Linked DNA regions of Sus scrofa: all the other regions are linked to region 2. Evidence: chromatin contacts called from public Hi-C and promoter capture Hi-C data. All regions are on one chromosome and are shown on one strand. Each heading gives the region's core, a stretch centred on a gene start, on an enhancer-like site or on the middle of the called end of the contact. The rest is flanking DNA. Distances are from core to core; before and after follow the strand shown. Region 1 holds the start of SMAD3 (SMAD family member 3). Region 2 holds the start of SKOR1 (SKI family transcriptional corepressor 1). Region 3 holds the start of AAGAB (alpha- and gamma-adaptin-binding protein p34).

Region 1 (4,975 bases), core at 944-3,443, 760 kb before region 2:
ATAGTGCACCTGTGTAAAGAACTTTTGTGTTGCAAAGAGCTCCATCTGTGATGTCACCTTCACCCTCCCAGCTCTGTAAGGCAGCTGGCTGGGTGCAGTGGCAAGAATGTGGACCGAGGCCTCACAAGTCACTGGGTCCCAATCCCAATTCTGCCCTGGGAATCTCGAGTACATGTTATAACCTCCAACCTCAGGTGCTTCATTTGTAAATGGGAGGCTGGGGGACATTTACCTCCAGAGCCACTGTGAAGACAAAATCAGAGGAAAGCACTTGGGCTACCTGGAAGGAAGAAAGCCATCAATAAATGTTGATTGCCTTCCTCCCTGCTCTGGTCTGAGGAGGGCTGGGAGGAAGGGAGTGAAATGAGATGACGCTGGCTGCCAGTTAGCTTGGGGATGGGCCAGGAAGGGGAATCAGGTCATTAAGCCCGGGTTGGGGTTCAGGGATTCCCCCTTAAGGTCCCAGCAGGCGGGGAGTTAGAAGAGAGGAAGACAAGGAGCCCAGTTAGTGCTCAGCCCCAGTGCGGACAGGCTGGTAGGAGGGCAGTCACTCCTACTTGCAGGGGTCCCTGCGCTTCTGGGCTGATTTTGTGGATTAGGCCACACCTCACAGAGCTTTGTGACTCCCCACCCGCCAGAGTTTGCAGATAACTTCTTTCTCACCACAGGAGTTTCCTGCTGTTAAAAACAAACAAAGGCTAGAGGCCTGGTAGGGGAGGGGCAGCAGGAGAAAGGCCCTGGGGTCCTGGGGTAACTCCTGAAAGCAGCTGCAGGAGGGGTCTGGGGGCAGATGCCCTTGAATTGTGCTTCTGGGGAGAGAAGCCCCAGAGGGCCCCCAATATCTTGGTATTTCTTTGCTTCCCACCAGAGCTAATTTGGAATACATAAGGTTCCCCGGTACTGCCCTCTTGCCCCACTTTTTTGCAAGTTCACAGCTTTGAAAACAAAGCTCTTGCCTTCTATTTATAGGGTGTTGAATTTCGGCTCTTTGCTCATCATAAGATTCCAAATACCCTGTAATGAAACTTTTCCTCCAAAGATAAATTCTGAAGCGCCCCGTCCTGAACTCAACGGATACCTTTGAGGCCCGTTTTCTGCTGGGCACTTGTTTCCCAAGGCCCCTGGGACCCCCTGGCTCCAGTTATTATACAGGGAGTCACTAGGGTCCCCGAATCTCCACTTCTGAGAGCGAGCCCCTTCCTAATCCCTCCTTCGCACGGTCTCGGGGCTCTAAACCGGTAAGATCTCACCGGTGCTAGAATTAAAGGAGCCCTAGAGTCACCGGCGCCACCAAGGTCCCTAACCGGGATTCGCGTGCCCGCATACCAGTGCGCTGCCAGCCTTCCTGGGCCTCAGCTTTGCGCACGCCCTCTCTCGGACCCGGGTCCTCCCAGGGATGCACGGCCAGCCTGCGGCCAGACGTCGTGCGTTCGTGCGAGCCTAACCCTCTCGGGCCCGCCACGCCAACTGAACTTTCTTAGTGTGGGTTCCGAGAGCGGACGCCACGGCCCGAGCCCGGCCCTCCCGTCCGGGGCCCCTCTCGCCGCTCCTTTCCCACGACTTCCTCCCGGCGCCCGCCGGATTCAGGTCAGGGCCGCGCGGGGTCTTGCGAGCTCCAGCCAGGTCCGCCGCAGCCCCCGGTCGCCCACGTGGGCGTGCTCCGCGCCGGGCGGGGGACGGCCCGGCGCCCTCCCGGAGGCGGGGGGCGGGCAGGGCGCCCGCGGGAGGAGGCGGCGGGGCGCGGGGGAGGAGGCGGGGAGCCCCGGCGGCAAGGGGGCGGTGACAGCGCTTGGAAAGGAGGCTGCACGCGGATTTGCATGAAACACAGACTGGGAGCGGGCGGGAGCGGGAGCGGGAGCGCGGCGCACGCCCCGGGCCGGCCCAGCGAGCGAGCGAGAGAGCCGGGAAGGAGGAGGGCAGCAGGGAGGCGAGGCTGCCGAGGCGGAGGGATCTGCGCATCAAAGCGAGCGAGGCGAGCAAAGTTTGGCTGAGGGTTGGACTTTCCTTCCTGGAGGCGGCACCCAAACAGCCACCCCGTGCGGAAACCCAAACTTTCTTCTGCCACTCGGAGCCCCGCGGCCGCCGCCTCCGCCCCGCGTCCGGGGCCTTCCCGATCCCGTGCCGCTGCCGCCCGCCCTTCTCCCCGCCGCTCTTCTCCTCACCGAGGGAGCCGCCCGGGGCACAGGGCCGCACGCCGAGCCCCGCAGGCTGCAGCGCCGCGGCCCGGCCGGGAGCACCGGCAAGTTCGCCGAGAGTTGAGGCGAAGTTTGGGCGGCCGCGGCCAGCCCGGCCGAGCTCCCCGCTGCGCCCCCGGCGTTCCGCCGCGCCCAGCCCCGCCGGGGGCGCCCCTCGCCGCCCGCGCGCCCTCCCCAGCCATGTCGTCCATCCTGCCCTTCACGCCCCCGATCGTGAAACGCCTGCTGGGCTGGAAGAAGGGTGAGCAGAACGGGCAGGAGGAGAAGTGGTGCGAGAAGGCGGTCAAGAGTTTGGTCAAGAAGCTCAAGAAGACGGGGCAGCTGGACGAACTGGAGAAGGCCATCACCACGCAGAACGTCAACACCAAGTGCATCACCATCCCCAGGTGGGGGCCCGAGGGACCCTGGGGCGCGCCCGCCCAGCCCCCTGGCGTGGCGGGGGGTTGGAACGGAGGGGTGGCCTGGGTGCCCGTGTGTGTGTAGGGGGGGGGCGGTGGGAACACAGACAGGAAAGCGGGGGACCCCAAACAAAACCTTCTCTGGATTTGCAGAGATTCAGAGCCTGAGGCTTCCACACGGCATTCGCGCTCCCAGACCTCGTATTCGCTTTTCACCTCCGGGAAAGCGGGTGCTGCTGGAATCGGCGGCCCCCACCCCGGGGGAGCTGCGGGCTAGAACTTGAGGCCCGCTTTGTTCAGCTCCGCGGGCCGGAGCCCCTCCTCCGCCGCCGCCTCCCGCCCCCGCGGCCCGCGCTCGTGGAGGTGGTGGTGTCTCTCCCTTTCTTTTCTTCATCCCTGTCCCCCCACTTCTTTCCTCCTCGGCAGGAATGCAGTCCGTACAGCTGGGGCTGTGGGTGAGGAGCGGGAGCCTCGTGATTGACAGATTCCTTCTTCGTTCTCTCTTTGCCTTCGGGATTAGCATTTTTATCGAGTATTTTTAGATTCGGTTGTGCCAGTCTCCCGCCCCCTCCGCACACACACGCACTTTACTTGCAGTGGGGTGGTCTGACTTTCAAATGAGAGAGATAAGTGGCAGAGGGTAGGGTCTTCTCCCCCGACTGTTTTTTGGCCCACCTTTCAGCCATAGATTGCGAGTGGCTGCAAAACGCGGGGGGCTGAGAACTGAGGAGATAACAAAACGCACCCCAAAGGGGGGCCTCGCCTCGGCCCTCGCATTCCTACAGAGCCTTCCTTCCCAAAGCGCTGTGCCATCTGTCTGGACCTCCTTTATCCTCCACTTTGCGCTAGCTAGGTCAGGCGGGAGCTCACAGATGGCTGATAGAAGGGGTCAGTGACTTCTCTCCACTCCCCAGGGCCTTCTTTTAGCTTCGCTGCGCCTGGCTGGGAATTGGGGTGTGGGGGCACCATAGTCTCCTGTCTTTCCCTCTCAGCCAGCCCCCTTTAGAAGTCCGATTCTGCTCCAAGGGAGTGTGTGTGTGTGTGTGTGTGTGTGTGTGTGTGTGTGTGTGAGAGAGAGAGAGAGAGAGAGAGAAAGTGTGTGTGTGGGGGGGCAGGGTGGGGTGGGGTGGGGGAGATGTCCTTTGGGTCCTGGGCTGCAGAGGATTGAGTGGAGGGTCCCCAGGGCCTGCACCCCACAGAAATTGCCATCCTTGCTGCTGGGGCCAGGAGTGAACTCCGTCCTTGGCCACCTGCTTGGGGCAGCTGTATAAAGGCTGCCAGCCGTGTCAGGCAGGCACAAAGCAACATCTGTCCACGGGAACCCAGGGCAGGCCTCCCCTGGAAATAAATGCTGCATATGGTGGGAGTGCTGACTTGAAAAATAATAATTTTTTTTTTCAAAACTGGGTGGATCCAGTCAATAAAGCGGGAGGGAAGGCAATGTGCTGTCTGGGAAGTGTGTTCTGGGCGTGTGATCAGGAGCCAGAATTGACTTCAGAGGAGGTGGTGTGATGTGATGGTCAGTGAGCCCTAGGTCCTGGTCCCAGCCCTGGTGCTTAATTCTTCTTTATTCCTTTGGATGAGGGTCAAGGAGTAGGGCGAACAGATGTCATACTTCTCCCGCCTGGGGAGGGGTTTGCAAAACCTGCCTTCTTACCTGTCTCGGTGCCTTGAGGGCAAGGGCTTTATGCCTTGAAACAGGAAAAAAAAAAAGTATCAATTATAAAATGAGCAGCTGTGTAAAGCGTTTTACAGTTTACCAAGGTCTTTCACGTGGTTTTATGAGAGCAAGAAAAAGAAACTCCTGGAAAATAGATAAGGCAATTAGGCCTAAGATTTATCTTGTTTTTAAAGTTGAGAAAACTTTGGAGGCGAGAGGTGAAAAAGCTTGGTGTAGTAACGGGATTCTGACCAAATGTGCTCCTTCTGCTAGGCCAGGCTGCTCTGCACTTTGAAGCTTTGGAATACATTCTTTGCTGACCGCTAAAGCTGTGTTAGCCAGAGGGATGGGCCCCTAGGATCTTTGTTGGTAACATTGCCAGTGTCGGCCTCTGGGCTAGTGACAGCCTGGAGGAGAGGCCTTGTTCTCCCTTGCCTTAGTAGGAGTTTGCCCTCTGGGGAAGCACAGCTGTGGTCTGTCTTTTCCTCTTTCAAAGTCCTCTGCAGCCCGAGGTATTGGACACTTCAGGTGTTTCTGAGAGTTCAGGTTAACTTGGCCTTCTCATGATTCTCTTAGGACTGGGCCGTCTTCTACCTGTCTGGCAAGGACCTAGTGCTGAGGCAGATTTTTTTTTTTTTCCATCTTTTTCAATTAGGGAAACCCAGTCGCTTGGGTGGATCCAGACAAAGTGGATTTCCATCCCTGGTTTTTGTGCCCACGCC
Region 2 (4,530 bases), core at 1,171-3,670:
TGCAGGCGGTGGGTGTGGCGCTCCGGCTCGCAGCTGTCAGGCGCGCCTGCCCCGAGCTGGCCCCGCCACTCGGGCTGTGACCGCGTAGTGCCAGTCGCCGCGCCATGCGCTCCAGGCTTTGGCCTCCGCTCCGGGCCCGTCCGGAACCTCAGGGGTAACGGCGTAGGGCACACGTCTCTGCGCCCGGGGCCCTGGAGCCCGGCGCCTGCTGAGACCCGCGCCGCGCGGGAGGGGCCAGCGGGGCCGCGGGTTGTGAGCGCAGGGAGCCCGGGAGCGCGGCTGTGCGCGCGCGCGGGGAGGGGCCGCTCTGTCACCCGAAGAGCCCGGCGGATCCCGGACTCCCGCCCGCCGCTCCGCCCGCCGCGCACCTTCGCTCACCGCTCGCCCGGCTCCAGCCGCCGCCGCACGGTAAGTACCTGCGTGCGGTCGCCTGCTTCCCCTGTGTCCCATCTCCACAGCTTTTTTTTTTTCCTTTAGTTCCGATTTGGGTTCTTGGGTGGTTGTTTTTATTATTATACCCAAAGACTGTCACCTCACTCTCTGCGCTGCCTGTCTCCTGCCTTGTCACCCTCTCCAAGCTCACCATTCAAGCCCCAGGAGCCGGCGAGGGCTCCCTGAGCCGCCCTCGCTGCTGCTCCTTGTCGCGGCGCACAGCCTTTTGCCTAGGCTTTCCGCTCTGGTCCTCAAGATTCGGTTCCTTTCCTAGGACCCCCCTCCCTTCGTTTGGCTCCAGGGTCTGGAGCCCCCCGTCCACTCGGGAAAACCCGGCGAGGACTCCAGACCCTCAACGTGGGGAGGACCCGCTGGGCTCAGGGCGCTCCCTTCACTGCATGCGGGCAGGGCACACTTGCCGATTTCGGGGAACCAAGAAGACATCGTCATTTCCCAGAACCGCGGCGCCCCCCCCCCCACCACTTCCCCAGCCTGCCTGAGAGCCCTTTGGGGCATTCGGGGCTTTTCTTGCTGACCCTTCAGCCAAGGAGTTAGGTCAGTGCTTTTTCCTCCTAAAATGTTAGGAGGGACTTTAACGCAAAAGGAGGGTCAACTAGTTTCAATTTGATCCACGGAGATAAAGATGAAACAGGCAGATAACAGATTAAATAGCTTGATTTAAGAAGGTATAAGGACAGATGGGAGAAAGAGGCGTGAGCTGGGAGAGACAGACACCTTAGGGACAGATAAGATCGACAGATGAGGGGCACCTAGACGGAGAGAGGGAGAGAGATGGACCCTCAGAAGATCTCAGTTTCCTTGGTGAGGCTTTTGAGGTCTGATCCCCTGTCGGGCTGGAGCTGCCCCTGTAAAAATGGATCTGCCTTTCCTGCCGAGTTTAGGGGAGGGGCCCTTAGGGTTGGCCTGCCTGGGCCGCAGGAGCGCCTTCAGCCATGGGGGTGGAGGGAGCCTTCCGTGTCTGATGACACGTGGCAGGGCTGGGTCACCTAGGGGGCCCCAAGCATCATCCTCGTGTCCTCCTGCTGTTGATGTCCCTGGACCTGGCTGCCTCCTAGCCTTGGCCAGAGAGTAAAGCTCAGGACCAGCAGTAACTTTTGACCTGGAGGCTTGTGGTAGCTTCAGAGACCAGCCAGGATTCCTTTCAGCCAAAATGAGTCAGGACAGCCCAGCATGAAGGATACTCAAAAAGATGACGCCCCCAAAAGAGGAAGCTCAGAGCCTGGAGAGACTGCTTTTGGCCTGGGTGGAAAAAGCATATTTGAAGGAGGAAAACTTAGGGAGTGGGTTGCTAGAAGCAAAGGAGAAGTGGCTTCTGAGAAACTTACTAAAGCCTCTCCATCCCACGTGCTGACCCAGAGGGAAACCAGTTTTAGTCTGGAACGCAGCTAAAAATGCAGAAAACGTGGTTAGGAATTGCCTGACCCTGATCCCATCGATGGCTGGAAAGAAAACGAATTATAGAAAACGGCTCCAGCCAGAATCTTTCTGCTCAACGAATGCAAAGCTCCGGGAGTGAGAGGAAAAGCTTGTGTTTGTGGAAGGCAGCGCTGTTTTCCTGGGGAGCCGGCTGGGCACGGAGCTGAGTGCATTGAGGGCAAGCCTGGGGCTGGAAGCTCGAGGCGTGCTTTGGAGAGAGCCGGGTTCAGCACCGTGAACAGCGGTCGTCTCTGCCTCTCCCCGCCTCCCTCACGGCCTCAAGACCCTCCTCCTTCTCCTTGCCTCCCCCCCGCCTCGGCCCCCCGCCCCCCCGCCCCGCGCCGTCCGCCCCCTGCTGTCTGGAGGTGGGCAGAGACCGCCCCTCCCCCCATTCCTCCTGGCGCTGCCCCCGCCCGCCCGCGTGCATGCGCGACTGAGCAGAGGGGCGGCCTGTCCCCGAAGTCCCGGCTTCAGCACCAGGGCGGGTAGGGCAGGCTGTGAGGGTGGCCGAAGGCGCACGGATTCGGGCGCCAGGAAGCGCGGGTTTGGCAATGGCTTTGCTGTGTGGCCTTGGGCAAGTCACTCTCCATCTCTGAGTCCCACTTCCTCCCCAATCTGAAAACCAGATCGGGTTCCTAGCTACCGGGGCATTCCAGAGGTCTCAATTACCCCTACTCCATCTCCAAACCTTGGGGGCTTTTGTTCCAGCGCCAGCACCCGTCTGAATAACAAAAGGCGCCCGTCCAGGGGGCGAATGAGCTTGGACTCCCCATTGCCAAGTTTCCCTGCGCGCCTCACTCGGCGCGCCCTCCTGGGCGGGCCGAGCCGCGTTGGCGCTGAAAATGGCTTATTGGCTCTCTGCTTTCTCTGTTTCGCAGGAGCGGCGGCATGGAGGCTCTCACCACTCAGCTGGGGCCGGGGCGCGAGGGCAGCTCCTCACCCAACTCCAAGCAGGAGCTGCAGCCCTACTCGGGCTCAAGCGCTCTCAAACCCAACCAAGTGGGCGAGACGTCGCTGTACGGTGTGCCTATCGTGTCTCTGGTCATCGATGGTCAGGAGCGCCTTTGCCTAGCACAGATCTCCAACACTCTCCTCAAGAACTACAGCTACAATGAGATCCACAACCGTCGCGTGGCCTTGGGCATCACGTGCGTGCAGTGCACGCCGGTGCAGCTGGAGATTCTGCGTCGGGCCGGGGCCATGCCCATCTCGTCGCGCCGCTGCGGCATGATCACGAAGCGCGAGGCCGAACGGCTGTGCAAGTCGTTCCTGGGCGAACACAAGCCACCCAAGCTACCTGAGAACTTCGCCTTCGATGTAGTGCACGAGTGCGCCTGGGGCTCGCGTGGCAGCTTCATCCCCGCGCGTTACAACAGCTCGCGTGCCAAGTGCATCAAATGCGGTTACTGCAGCATGTACTTCTCGCCCAACAAGTTCATCTTCCACTCGCACCGCACACCTGACGCCAAGTACACGCAGCCCGACGCAGCCAACTTTAACTCGTGGCGCCGACACCTCAAACTCAGTGACAAGTCGGCTACAGACGAACTGAGCCACGCTTGGGAGGACGTCAAGGCCATGTTCAATGGCGGCACCCGCAAACGGACCTTCTCGCTGCAAGGAGGCAGCGGCGGCGCTAACGGCGGGTCGGGTGGGCAGGGAAAGGGTGGTGCTGGCGGTGGCGGCAGTGGCGGCCCCGGTTGCGGCGCGGAAATGGCCCCAGGCCCGCCACCCCACAAAAGCCTGCGCTGTGGCGAAGATGAGGCCGCCGGACCTCCCGGGCCGCCTCCTCCTCATCCGCAGCGGGGACTTGGTCTGGCGGCGGGAGCCGGTGGCCCCGGGGGTCCTGGAGGGCCTGGTGGAGGCACCGGCGTACGCAGCTACCCGGTGATCCCGGTGCCCAGCAAGGGCTTTGGCCTCTTGCAGAAGCTGCCCCCGCCGCTTTTCCCTCATCCCTACAGCTTCCCCACCGCCTTCGGCCTCTGCCCCAAAAAGGACGACCCGGTGCTAGGCGCGGGCGAACCCAAGGGCGGCCCAGGCACAGGGAGCGGCGGGGGTGCCGGCACTGGCGCAGGCGCGGGCGGCCCAGGAACTGGCCACTTGCCCCCTGGGGCGGGGGCTGGCCCAGGCAGCGGCGCTATGTTCTGGGGTCACCAGCCCTCCGGGGCAGCCAAGGACGCGGCGGCCGTGGCAGCGGCGGCTGCAGCAGCCACTGTATATCCGACGTTTCCTATGTTCTGGCCGGCGGCAGGCAGCCTCCCGGTGCCGCCCTATCCAGCCGCGCAGAGCCAAGCCAAGGCCGTGGCGGCGGCTGTAGCGGCGGCGGCTGCAGCGGCCGCGGCGGCGGCCGGTGGTGGCGGCCCAGAGCCCCTGGACGGTGCCGAGCCGGCCAAGGAGGGCAGCCTAGTCGCAGAGGATCGCTGTCCAAGCGCTCTATCTCGCGGGCCACTGGACGAGGATGGCGCGGAAGACGCGCTGCCACCACCGCTAGCCCCATTGCCTCCCCCACCGCCGCCGCCCGCACGCAAAGGCTCCTACGTGTCGGCTTTCCGGCCGGTGGTCAAGGACGCCGAGAGCATCGCCAAGCTCTACGGTAGCGCTCGTGACGCGTACGGCGGTGGGCCAGCTCGTGGGCCGGGGCCAGGCGCAGGGTCTGGCGGC
Region 3 (4,646 bases), core at 656-3,155, 560 kb before region 2:
ATTCTATTATGTTCACTAGAGGTAAGATATGGAGACTAATTTATGAAGTAATAATAAATGAAAAATACCAGAATAAAAATTATACATGAAATAGTATGTATAAAATATATATCTTATATAAAGATATTTTTATACAAATCACACATATTAAATGTTATAAATACATAATTTTATATACTTAAATAGACTTTAAGATACATCAAATATTTTGATTCATACATACAAAATACTGAAATATAACATGTTATATATAATGTAAAAGATATATAAAATATCAGGATAAAAACTATATGTGAAATGTAATTACAAGTTTCTTTAGAATCTATGCATTGGAAAAAAAAACTGGATATAAATGCACAGAAATGTTAACACATTATTTGTGTTTGGCTGATGAGACCATGGCTGACATTTTTTCTCCACAGGCTAATAAATCTTAATAGAATATGCACTACTTTTACAACAAAACAATTTTTAAAGAGAAAAGAAAGGAAAAAAACGGGAAGGAGCACTGCTGAGAGGTATGGAAACGGTGTCATTGGAGCAGTTAGTTATTTAGCGTTATAATTAAACTTCTATTGTAGCAAGGGACTTTTTAAATGATTACAAAAGACAACTAAGTTATAGAATATTTGCATTAGAGGGACATCCTGCCTAATTCTGTCATTCAACAGTTATAGAGAGAAAGTTAGTTTATATGATGCTTTACAGTTTACAAAATGGTTTCAAAATGTCACATCATCTGTCCTTCAAAGAATTCTGTTAGGTTCATATGCCCCATTTTCAGGATCAGAAAACTGAAGGCCAGCGAGATAATGCATTTTAATCAAAATACATACGTTTTATCGAACGTTTAAGCTGGGCTAAGCACAACAATTCTGTGGAAATAATCACCATTTTACAAGAAAACTGAAGAGCAGAAGTTAAGCGTGTTATCTCACAGTTGAGAGTCACTGTTCTGACTCGAAGCCACGCACTTAAAACAGGAGTCTTGAGTTATAATCAACTTCAGAGTCCTTTAGTGAAAGATTTGAGCCTAAGATCCAATCCTATCCTCTCTCTATTACACTGGTCTCCCCTCCACGCCTACAATTCTTTTAAGTTACCTACTTTGACAAACACTATGAAGTTCCAGAGGCAAAGAAAGGGAATAGGACCAATAATAACCAAAAACTGATACAGGGAGAGGACCTAGCCTCTGGAGGAAGGCAAGACATGAATAACTGCAGAGTGGAGGGGATAAGGCTAACAAGTCTTATACGCACCAAGGGGTGGCCAAAAGGAACCACATTCCACCTCAGGAGCAGAGATGGCAACAAAAATCACTATTTCTGCTCCTAACACCCTCGTTCCTCCGTACAATTTCCAGAGCGCCTTTTCGGTTCACCTCAAAGCTTGACCGCAACAACCCCTGGGCTGGGCGGGGATTAGTCCCACTTTACAGAAAAAGCTGGAAGAAACGTCATGGCGGGCCAGACAAAGCAGAGAAGCAAGGTGTGTACGAGCTTGGGGTGGACCCCTGGGACACTGGGCACCTCGACTGCCTCCCAAGAGCACCCGCGGGACCTTGGGCCACCACGGAGGAGAGGAAGAATCCAGGGCCCCGCGGCTGGGACAGAGGCTCCCAAGGGAGGCCACAGTGTTGGGAATGTCACCCGCCAAGCCTCGGGGCGGGGCGGGGGGGGGGGCTTGGAATTCGGCCCAGGAGACCTTCTACTCACTTTGGACTAGCCGGTCAGCAGAAAAGGTGGACGAGCAGCTGGTGACCAGAGCGCAGGGGACACCCGCAGCCATTGCTGAACCCGCGATCCGGTTTGGTCTCCAAGCCTCTTCCGCCTTGGGCGATACCATGGCCGCTGTCGCGCAGGGGAGGCGTGCAAGGAAGGCGCGTTCTCAGAAGGCACGGCCGGCCCTGCCTCCTTTCCATCCCCCTCTTCCGCTCCCGTCGTGGACCGGGCCGCGCTGCGCGTTGGGTTGCCATGGGAACGAGCTCCCCCTGCGGAGAATTAATGTGCCTAGAAACCGCGCCTCCTCTGCGAGGTAGCCGCGCCCGGTGGTAGGCATGGCCCAGGCGCCAGAAAACCATGACCCCATCGGATCCATCTTAATCCAGGTGGGAATGGGTCTCTCCCGGCCCTACCCGGCTAAGGCCCTTCGAGCGAGGCCCAGCAGCGTCCATCCATTGGTGTCCAGCCTTTAGACTGCCTCCCAGGCGAGGGGCGGCACCGCTCGGAGAACTCCCAAATATCCGAACCCAGAACTCGCCCGGCCGCCTCACACACCTCCACAGCCTGACCCTGGGAAGCGCCAGTCATTCTGTCTCTGGTAAAACTCCACGACCATACACCCCGCCAGGGACCTCTACTTTGGAAAAAGCTATCTTTTCTTACACCGAGGCACCATTTTTAAATGTTATGTCATAAAAATTTTGAATCCATGAAGTAGGGAACTGGAGGCGATACAAATCAGACACAACGGAGAGGTGATAAAGCTGGGGAGAAACTGAAATATGTGAACTGCCTTTCTTAACCACCCCAATTTGGGGGGATCTAAAAGTCCCTTGCAAATAAATGAGTTCTGGGGACGTGAGCATGGTAATTGTAGTTAACAATACTTAGTGTGTATTTAAATTGCTAAGAGAGTAAATCTTAAAAAGTTTTCATTACAAGAAAAAAAATTGTGAATGTGTATGGAGATGGATGTTAACTAGACTTATGTTGATCATTTTGCAATATGAACAAGTATCTAATTATTATGTTGTATGCCAATTATATTGCAATAAAAGATAAATAAAATTAAAACCCCTTGCTTGGGAACATACAATAGGGAAATAAATTCAAGATAAAAGCTTACTATTCAAGTTAACAGTTTTGAATATGGAAATGTGACAAATTTAAAAACACAGGGAAGTAACTTTTTCTTTTTTCTTTTTTTTGGTCTTTTTGTCTTTTTGTTGTTGTTGTTGTTGCTATTTCTTGGGCCGCTCCCGCGGCATATGGAGGTTCCCAGGCTAGGGGTCTAATCGGAGCTGTAGCCACCGGCCTACACCAGAGCCACAGCAACGCGGGATCCGAGCCGCGTCTGCAACCTACACCACAGCTCACGGCAACACCGGATCGTTAACCCACTGAGCAAGGGCAGGGACCGAACCCACAACCTCATGGTTCCTAGTCGGATTCGTTAACCACTGCGCCATGACGGGAACTCCCGGAAGTAACTTTTTCTAATCTGAGGGCGGAATATCAATAAAATATTAACTTCAGAGTTCTCTTGTGGCTCAGAGGGTTAAGGATCTGGTGTTGTCACTGTAGCAGCTCTGGTTGTTGCTGTGGCAAAAATTTGATCCCTGGCTGTGGAACTTCTGCATGCCACGGATTTGGCCAAAAAAGGAGGAAGAAGAAAGTATTAGCTTCTCCAGCATAACTTAGCTTGTGACAATTACACTCAGATTTTTCCAAATATTAAAAGCATTTTGTTTTTTCACATTTCAATATGGTAGTTTTAAAACATTTCTACATATAGCATCACATTTAACACATATTTAGCACTATTTGACCAGGGCTTAAAGTAATTTGCCTAAGGTCACTTTATCAGGACTCTCACTCAGATCTGCAATGGGTCTAATTTTTCTTCCTGCTAGGACTTGGTCTCTTACCTCCCTTTTGGGAGATTTCTTTAAATTCACCTTTTCCAAAATACAAACCCCTAAACTCACCAATTTTACAGACTTCCCCATTATGAATCATACCCAGATAGTCTTACCTCACCTTATATTATCCTTGCTTTCACCATCACCTTAGAATGAGTTTAGCCAAACTGCCAAATCTCCACAAGACTGCCCTCACTTAGACACCAGGCACAAGTACAGGGGTCTCTAGAAGCACCCTCACTTCAGACCAGCTGTCTACACATTTGGGAACTCCAGCCGCCTCACGCTGGCTAATTTGGTGGAGCAACTCAAAAAACTCAGGAGACATTCTCCTCGTGGCTCAGTGGTTAACGAATCCAACTAGGAACCATGAGGTTTCGGGTTCAATCCCTGACCTTGCTCAGTGGGTTAAGGATCCGGCACTGCCGTGAGCTGTGGTGTAGGTCACAGATGCAGCTCAGATCTGGCGTTGCTGTGGCTCTGGTGTAGGCCGGCAGCTACAGCTGTAATTGGACCCCTAACCTGGGAACCTCCATATGCCTTTGGAGTGGCCCTAGAAAAGGCAAAAAGACAACAAAAACAAAAAACTCAGGAAAGTGTTGTGCTTACAATTATGGTGTTATTATGGCCAAAGGATAAGAATTCAATCAAGGGAAGAAAGGCTTAGGGCAGAGTTGAGGAGGGGTCTAAATGGAGCTTCCAGCCATTTTCTCCCAGTGGAGTCATGGAGCATACCACCTCCTTCCAGCTATGATGTGTGACACTATGCACAAACTACTGCCAACTAGGAAAGTGTCCCCAAGACTATAGTGTCCAGAGTTTTTATTGGGGCTTGATCACAATGCTCATTTCACTGACTTTTGGTCTTCAGCCCTTCCCTAAGAACAGATTAATGATTTCAGTCTCATTCCTCTGGAGGTTGGAACTGATATAGTGTAGCTCAAAGTCTCCATAGCATAAAGATACTTCCATCAAGCAGGGGCCTAGAGATCACCTCCCA

Evidence for each region. Promoter capture Hi-C pulls out the DNA fragments that hold promoters and counts their contacts. A called contact is a pair of places that touch in the nucleus more often than the background predicts.
Region 1: a contact with region 2 is called in a Hi-C map of epiblast stem cells, with 1.7 times the contacts expected there. The contact joins the promoter of SMAD3 here to the promoter of SKOR1 in region 2. A contact is called at or near these places in 1 of 5 promoter capture datasets (liver), 4 of 47 Hi-C or Micro-C datasets (embryonic fibroblasts, epiblast stem cells, heart right ventricle and 1 more) and 1 of 2 datasets of contacts at active chromatin or transcription factors (skeletal muscle).
Region 3: a promoter capture Hi-C map of fetal skeletal muscle shows a contact between it and region 2, with 10 times the contacts expected there. The contact joins the promoter of AAGAB here to the promoter of SKOR1 in region 2. A contact is called at or near these places in 3 of 5 promoter capture datasets (fetal liver, fetal skeletal muscle and liver) and 3 of 47 Hi-C or Micro-C datasets (embryonic fibroblasts, heart right ventricle and mesenteric adipose tissue).

Annotation. Positions count from the first base shown.
Region 1 is chr1:164,996,264-165,001,238 of Sscrofa11.1, forward strand. It overlaps SMAD3 (SMAD family member 3), which reads left to right and starts at 2,194. Exons shown (of 9, transcript NM_214137.1): 1 at 2,194-2,581. The coding sequence starts at 2,376.
Region 2 is chr1:165,751,102-165,755,631 of Sscrofa11.1, forward strand. It overlaps SKOR1 (SKI family transcriptional corepressor 1), which reads left to right and starts at 2,421. Exons shown (of 9, transcript XM_021100496.1): 1 at 2,421-2,527; 2 at 2,748-4,530. The coding sequence starts at 2,421.
Region 3 is chr1:165,191,097-165,195,742 of Sscrofa11.1, forward strand. AAGAB (alpha- and gamma-adaptin-binding protein p34) reads right to left here and starts at 1,906. Exons shown (of 9, transcript XM_005659865.3): 1 at 1,719-1,906. The coding sequence starts at 1,848. It overlaps IQCH (IQ domain-containing protein H), which reads left to right and starts at 1,994. Exons shown (of 21, transcript XM_021100401.1): 1 at 1,994-2,110. The coding sequence starts at 2,060.